Linked DNA regions of Drosophila melanogaster: region 1 is linked to region 2. Evidence: chromatin contacts called from public targeted proximity ligation data. All regions are on one chromosome and are shown on one strand. The core of a region is the stretch at or near the end of the contact, and the rest is flanking DNA. Distances in the headings are between cores, read along the strand shown.

What was found.
Region 1: a contact with region 2 is called in a targeted proximity ligation map of the Kc167 cell line, with 2.1 times the contacts expected there. A contact is called at or near these places in 9 of 107 Hi-C or Micro-C datasets (the Kc167 cell line, the S2 cell line, embryo and 1 more) and 2 of 7 datasets of targeted methods (both in the Kc167 cell line).

The regions. Positions count from the first base shown.
Region 1 is chr3R:30,785,835-30,790,195 of dm6, reverse strand. It overlaps zfh1 (Zn finger homeodomain 1), which reads right to left. Exons shown (of 5, transcript NM_170522.4): 4 at 4,255-4,361; 5 at 994-4,186. The coding sequence ends at 3,537. wts (warts) reads left to right here. Exons shown (of 8, transcript NM_170524.2): 8 at 1-571. Among named protein-coding and RNA genes, the nearest start is that of mir-1013, 3.7 kb to the left of the region's middle.
Region 2 is chr3R:30,272,228-30,276,244 of dm6, reverse strand. It overlaps lncRNA:CR46113 (long non-coding RNA:CR46113), which reads left to right and starts at 2,690. Exons shown (of 1, transcript NR_133485.1): 1 at 2,690-3,483.

The DNA of each region.
Region 1 (4,361 bases), core at 251-2,750, 520 kb before region 2:
CAAAAGAACAAACTTAGACGTAGCCTATGTGAAAAGCTAGCAATGTTAGACCAACTTGTTGAATGCCAAATGAAATTGTTTAGCCCCACGAGGAAAACGCGGGGGAAATTCAACACTTATTCTCTGATAGCAAACGGAAAAGAAAGAAAAAAAAAACAGAAACAGTACGAGAAAATTGTAATCTTCTTAATGTAATATTGTAAAGAACACGTTAATTGTAATCTATGCTAGAGTTGTGTAGCGCCCTAAGATGTTTTTTAGTTTATAGACCGCTAACCGTAATCTAGTTTAATTCCTAACACTAAGCGAGAGTACAGTACATTGGTTTTTTTGTTTGTCGTAGGTTCGTTGGAAAATGCTTAACGGGAAACGATTTGTTTTTCTCTTTAATTAGCTTCAGTTTGTATGTGCGTGTGTTTTTATTATGACTTATATATAGTCCATCTGAATATTCGTGGATGGAGCCTATTTTAAATGTGAGATCGAGCTAATTGAAGGAAATACAAACAAACTCTGTGTGCCTTGGCCAATTAGTTTACAAAAGCAAATTAATAAATGGAAAAGAAAACGTATGCAGGCGTCTGAATTGTGTTCTGGGAATGTGGTAAAAACTCTAAATCTCTATTTTGGTGGTGATTATTTTTCCAAGTGTAATTGAAAATATCAATTTATGTTAACATTACAGAAACATTAACGGAGGCACGTGGCGCCACCTAGTGGAGAGTGTGTTCACTGCATATATTCGATATAAATGTTTCTATCGATTAATCTCTTACAGACATGGTCACACTGGTGTTAAAGGGCGCTCTTTTTAAAGTTGTGTTTAACTTTTCTTTTCTTGTTCAGAATTTAATTGTAAAATATTTAGTATTTGTTTAGCCTTCTCCCGAATTAACCCCGCAAATAACAAAGAGCTGCGCTTAAATTTTAATAATTTTTTTTTATTATTTTCACATTGTAAATTTAATAATTATAATAATTGTTTGTAAATTTATCAAGACAAAATTGTTTTATTCATTTATATGAATGCGCTTTTATCCACGTGGCTTAATTTGATTAAAATACATTTATGCGTAATATTTGAAATATAAGTTACTTGAATCGCTTCTTCTCTCAATATTCTCGGTTACTTTTTTTTCGGATGTTTGGCGGTGTTTTTTTTTTTGTTTTTTGTTTTTTGGTGTTCTCTGACGAGCAATAAAATGAACATTTGATGCCGTTTCAACGAGGTGCTTAACTTAGGGATCGCTATTGTTGGACATAAAGTAAAACAAATAATACAAGTGTAGTGGACTTTCCTGCTCCGCATATTTACACATACAGTGGGCGAACAACTTTAACAGAGAGCGGGGGAATTGGAAAAGTTGGGGACTTGGTTACGTGGGGCTGGGAGCACATAAAACGATCCTCCTGCAGTTAAGTGTGTAGCGTATTTAAATAACTAACAATTGTTTATGTACGTGGATGTTGTGTTGTGTAGTATAGTGTGTATTTCATATAAGGCCCTAGAGTGCAAATATCCATCACAAACCACATAGTATTTGCGCTTAAAAATAAGTTCTTCTTTTAGTGTTTAAGTTAACATTTTGTTGTTGTTAAGGGTTTTTTTTTTTTTATTCAACTAGGCTAAGTATTTACGCGTGTAATAGTAATTATTGTTAAATTTATGCTAACGTGTGTGCTGGCTGTATCTGAAATCTGAATTATTCCAACTCGAGTTTAACAGTTTGCGTTTGTTTGCATTTGCATTTGCTTTTGCTTTTGGATTCTCTAGCTTTTGTTCTTGCGAAATAATTTACAAAAAATATATGTATATGTACACATATATATATATATATATCGCCGCCGATCGGCCTCCTCCTCGTTAAAATACAAGAATATAAAAACTAATTAAGTATTAAATGCATTTTTTTGTGAGTTTTTCTTCCTCTCGTTTTTTTGTTTGCGTGTCTGGAAAAGCAAGAAAATCATGGGCGAAAATTCCTTGGACAAGTTAGATATCAAAAAAAAAAAGAAATGTTCGTTGTTCTGGAAACCTTGTTTGTCTTCAACTAATTATAGTCTGCGGCTGAGTAAGAAACGATTTTAATTGAACTTTGACCTGACCTTCACATCTTCTTTCTCTCGGCTAGCACGGCAATCGAAAGCATTATCAATTATTAGTCATAAATTTATTGTCATGGCAAACATTACGATAGTTAATAGGGGCTTTGGTTGGTTTCGTTTTCATTTTCTTTTTCGATTTTTGATTTTTGATTTTCGATTTTTGATTTTTACATTTAGTACGCACATGGAATTTTGCTAATAGATTTCGCGAGACTTTTCCAAATGATTTCCTTTCGCTTTACTTGCTAGTTTTATATGAATATTGTGAAACGTTTTAATCGTTAAATAATCTGTAATAAGGCCAAATTAAGTTTTTCTTTTAAATATTAGTTAGCATTAGTTTAGTTTAGCATTAGATTTAGATTTATATTTAGATTTATTGGGTTGTCGAGTGGCAAGCGGCAGCCGGAGGCCCTAAATGCATGACGTGCACCTTTTGTGTGGGGCGCGGCGGCTCTGGCCAAATTGGAATGATCTTGTAGGTGTTTTGTGCTCATTTCGCGACTTAGTGGGGAAGAAGTTTAAATTTAAAGCGTAGTTCGCGAACGACTGGGGTTTTCCTTAAGTAAGTGAGCTTGAAACGCGCGGCAAGCGGTGGGTTTTCCATTTAACATAAACTATATACGAAATGGGGGCGAATGGGGCGGCGTGGGCGTGGACTTTACAATGGGGTGGCTTTAATACAGTGTCGCTGCTTAATACTTTTGCATCTGGGTTTGTAGCTTGTATTGTTGTATTGTTGTATTGTCTGCTTGTATATTTTCTTCATTTCATTCACTTTCTCTGCTTTCTTCTTCTGTGTTGGTCCGGAGGTTGTGGGTGGAAAATTCCTTTCGAGCGGTTGTGCAATGTCAACCCAGCCTGGCTTAACCGAAAACTAAAAGTTACAGCTTAAAAGAATACACAATCGTTGAAAATATACATTCATTCCATCAAGGAGTGGGCTTTTTTTTACTAACGATCGAGTTTTGAGTATTCCGCAGCACTTGGTACTGGTCTCTTCAGCTCCTCAAACTAAAAGCTAAAACATTAATGCGTAAAAAAATAGATAAAACGATATCTTAAGCGAGTTTAGGGGGCCAAACAAAATGATTCAGCCCTGCGCTCGAACTTAGGCGGTAAGCTAAGTTAAGCTAAACTAATAAAATACTAAGAACAAAGTGGTTGCAACATTGTAAAAATAATAAATTCGCTCAAACGAAAGGTTTTCAACTACGGCTTCTTACATTTCCCCTGTCTATATGGCTATAAAAAATATTTCTCTCTTGCCTTTCTGACTCTGAGTCGATCTAAAGTGCATTTCGGGGATGGGTGTTTCTTTCAGTGTGTTCCTGCACATTTTGAGATTTTCTGTTCGTCGGTTTTTAAGTACAGCCTGTAAGTGCTGGCTTGGCTGGCTTGGCTTGATCGGCTTGCTCGGCTTTCTCAGCTCAATTCTGAAACATTTTCGCATTGAAGAAGTCGAAGGCGGGCGCGGACGTGGGCGTGGTCTGTGGCGGTGGCGGCGGCGGCGGCAGCAGTCCCGCATGGTGGTGAAAGAACTGCGCCGCTGGTGGCTGGCCAAACCCGGAGCCAGAAAGCAATGGAGGCGGATGTGGAGCCGTCGGACGATGCGCCTGCTGACTGGGTGGCGGCGGCAGCATCACTCCACCTCCATTCCAGGAGAGCCTGTGATGCTGATGCTGTTGCTGCTGCTGCTGGTGCTGCTGCTGGAAGGCAGCCATGGCCGCCAGATGCGGATGGTGGGGATGCTGATGATGCGGCGTGTACGGGGGATTCCCCGCCGGAACCTGAACTCGACGACGGCCCCGATTGCTGGCCATCGCTGGCGGCGCTAGGGGATTGGCTCCTGGTTGGCAGGTGGGCGGCACTGAGGTGTCGCTTACCTATTCCCTGTAGGGCTTGCAATAGGAATACCGGTGGTTCATGTGCTGGCTGTAGCTGCCCGAGTGCGAGAAGCGCTTCAGGCACTTGGAGCACTGAAAGGGCTTCTCGCCGCTGTGCAGACGCTTGTGCTCCGTGAGGTGGTGCTTGTGCTTGAAGGCCTTCGGACACTCTATGCACTGGTAGGGTCGTTGACCTGTTAAAGAAGATACAAATCACGGAGTTAGTGAGGATTCTATGGTCATTGAAGTTCGATCTACTCACCGGAATGCTCGTATTTGTGTCGCGCCAGCGAACTCTGCTTGGCGAAGGCCTTGTCGCACTGATCGCACACATAGGGCAGATCGGGATCGCCAGCGTGTCCATGGGTC
Region 2 (4,017 bases), core at 1,441-3,940:
TCTCGATTTTGACCTGCCGGGTAGAAGAAGAGCGAGCAGGAGGGAGAGAACCAGAGGGTTCTGATATAATAATTAAGTCAGTCAGGTAGGCAGATCGGCAGCCATTGCGTAATAGGATCGTACGTACGAGTATATTTAGGTATGCATGTATGTAATTATGTATGTATAGGTTGTTTGTTGTTCTAGCTAAAGGATCGTCGGTGGAGAGGGTAAAAGAACAAAGGAGGGGCGAACTAGTTTGTTGTTGTTGTCATCGCCGCTTTATAATTCTCAAGGATTTCGCTTTGTGTTCTCTTCGACTCTGACCTAATTTTAATGACCAATGCATAACGAAAAAATAATAATAATAAGAAGAAGAAGATGGCATGTGTTCAAAGCGAAAAGGGAGAAGAGAAGAGGAGAGAGTCTGAAGCCGCGGGCAAAAGCTGAGCTCATAATTCTTCGGCGACACGCATCAAGTTTAATTTGCATAATTAATGGCAATGCAGGACTGCAACCCTGGGGGCCGAAAAAAGAGTTGCCAGGTCGTTAAGTTATGTTTTTAAATTAGGAATTAGGTATGAACCTATGTATGAAATGAAATGAAATTTCATAATTATTTCTATATTAGGCTACTGCCTCTAAGTTCCGATCTCTAAGCCATTTTAATGGGTAAACTTCTGCTTATTTATGTCCCATAACTTCAAATATTAAAGTGATGCCTGTGTGTGTGTTCTTTGCAACTTTCTGCGTGTTTCTTCGCTTCCTGTTTGGCTTCTAACCAGGGTGTGAAAGCGGTTTCTTCGAAGGAGGAACTTCGCGGTGGCGTAAGAGTATCTGCAAGATACTCGTTCGGATGGATAGGCAAACCCAACGCGAATTCCCTACCTCCTCCCTCCCACGTTTTAGCCATAGCCATCCATTTGTGCAGGCCTTTCCTTGTGTTTTTCGCCGTTCCTTCGCTTCAAAAGTCCCGAGGGTGTTTTGGGCAGATGTGTTCGACACCCACCCGTACTCCTCCATCCATCCAAACCCTCCTTCATCACTCCGCTCCTCTGGCAGAGCAGCATTATTTGTAATTACTCATACTACCGCGTTTATCCAATCGGAAGCAACTTTGAAACCCAAAATAGGGTTTGAAATTCAACTGGCATGGCAACCCGACTCAACCTCAAACCGTTCAAACTTCGTACATAGCGGTAAACATAATACATGCCAAATATATAGCCATAAAAAGAGACAAAACGGCGGAGAGAGTCGTGTTTTTCACTCGACGGAGGGTGTCGTAATTTCGTTTCGTTGCCAAAAATAACCCAAACTCCATTTTGTTGCCACTTGTCGACGGATGCAGATGATGGTGGATTCGTTAGGCAAGCAGCAGAAGGGTCCAGAACTCCGGCTGCGTCCCTTTTTGCGCCTCTTTTGGGCGGCTGGGGGCTTCAATGTGGGTCTGATTCACGCAGCTCTGCTTACATAAGCGAAATGAAGTCAGCATTCGCCCTATAGACATACATATTCCCACTTAACGAACGGATGTGCTACACTCCAATCGGATTGAAACCATTATGTCAACCAAGGAAACTACATACAAAGTATGTAGTTGGAAAATATTTCAAGAGTTTTCTTGATATCTATGAAATAAAGTTTATGGGTAAAGAAAGTAACAAATACATACTTAGAAGCCTAATTTAAGGTATTAGTTCCGTTTCTATACTCATTAAATCAATTTTTAACATAATGAGTGAAGGTTAGTCCTAAACTATCAAATTTAGCTTTATAGGAATGATCATGAATGTATGAAAGCACTTCAAGGAGTATATATGGCATATACATATCAAATATAATAAATATCAAAAATGCTTTTAGTCAAATGATATATACCAAATATGTTTTATTTGTTTGGTGCCATTCCTAAGGGCAGTTCCATTTGTTTTCGAGTTCATTTTCGGGGAGTAGGGGGTTTCTACGTTCCCTCCCACTTTGTACTTTATCCTGAATCCTCCTTTTGTGAATCTTTCTCCGTGACGCCAAGTGAAAGTGAGCGAGACGGCATATTCGAGCTGAAATTTCATTTGTCCTTTGTGGCAGCAACCACAAGGATAACGGTAGGGGGTGGTAAAAAGAGAAGAGCCAGAAAAGAGGAAGGAGTAGAGGCGGATGAAGAGGCGCACGCACTTTTCGGTTCAGCATTTTCGGGGTTATTTTTTATGCTGGTACACACAACTACAGACATGTATGGGTAATAAACATACAGGGTGCTCCGCAAAGAAGATTCCATAAATTTCAGCTCTGAATTCGTCAGTAGAATGAGAGACTCCGCCCACTCTAGACCAAACAAATGTTTTCACCAGGTAAAAACGAACAGGTAAACTGGAAAATGAAGTCGGAAAAGTAAGTGCTAAAAAGGAAAATGAAAAAATTTAACAAATGGCGTCCGCAGTGCCTAAACTATTTGAATTCGCCATTTCTCATGATTATGAAAGGAATTTAAGGAAAAAATAAGTTTAAAAATATCTAGATTAACGATTATTTGTAAAACAGCTCTTTAAATTAAAAACACATTATAAACAAAGTTCTTAGTGCGGTTTAAAGAAAAAGTTGAAATTTAACAATGTTTCTTTGAAAATAAAGTAATTTTTTGGCTTTACTTTTGGTTTTTATCCTTAGAAAATTATATTTTGTATGGCTTGCACATGTCTGTGCACGTTTGAGCGTTTGTATACCGATGATCTCATGCCACTCGTTTTTCTTATTTGAGTTTGGCAAACTTTTTGTTTGCCAGACTGACCGAAAACTCCCTGAAATTGCGATGTGACCAAGTTTGATAAGCCAAACACAGAAACACATGCAAATATAATGCAATTTTCGCTAACACGCTGACCTTCAACATCAATTTGCGAAGAGAGCGGAAGAAGAGGCGAAGAAGCAGACCCCGGCAGCGAAAAAAAAGAAAAGGAAGTGGCAAATTGACAGAGAGCTAAAAATACACACACACACACACACACGCGCTGATCCACTAATACCAGTGCAAATCGAGCGATTTTATAACATGAAATTGAAATTTGCTGCATGAAAACGAAATTTGCAACATGCCGAAAATGAAACGCAGTCGCTGCCGTAGTCGCAGTCGCCGTCGCTGCCGCAGTTCGAGTTGGAGTTGCAACAACCGCAACCGCGAAGGAGCGTGGATGAGAAGGAGCGTAAGAGAGAGAGAGAAGCGAGAGTTGCGCGCGCATTAGAACAACAACAAATGCATCGACGGCGTCGACGGCAGCAGCGCTGCCCGCACTTCGGTTTTCAAGTGCAAGGTGCTTGTGTGCCCCACCCCGCGCCACGTCCCTCTCCCCACGAGCTATTCAACTTCTATGCACTCTCTTCTGCAATCCTCTCTCTCTCGCGATTCTGCCACTGCAGAACAGACCTTGAAAGCAGATTCTCGAATTGCTTCCCTCGCTCTTCTTCTTCTGCAACTCCTACACTGAAAGCAACAGGATTATTATTGAGATTTGGTGGTATTTATAGAAGAAGACTTCGATTTATTGAAGATTAAATTCCACTCATCACTAAAATTCTTTAATTTGTATCCTATTCCCTTTTGATGGTTTGAATTTAATGATGAAAAGTACGATTGTTATGGCATATTTTTAGTGTATTCCGATGTTTGAAACAGAAGAAGCGGCGGAGTTAGACTTGAGTGGGCAGAAGAGTAGAACAGGCCTCATATTCGCCCCTCCCCCCTTTGAATTTTCGCTATTCTCATCTGTGCTGCCCACTTTTTGACATTTCGCCCACTTTTTCCTGTTCTTCCGGTTTTTGTTTTGCCTGCTTTCCTGTTTTCGACCCATAATCCTGTCCCGCAAAAGTCCACCTCTTCACTCTTACCGTCATCTTCTTCCCCCTCCCCCGGGATCCCTTTCTGCTTCGAAGATTCGCTTATGTAATTCCCAAAACGTGTTTGGGACTTGGGGCTTTTGTGACAGCATTCTATGTATCGAAATTGAATGACATTTCTCTTGTTTTCTCTTATTTCGCAGGGAA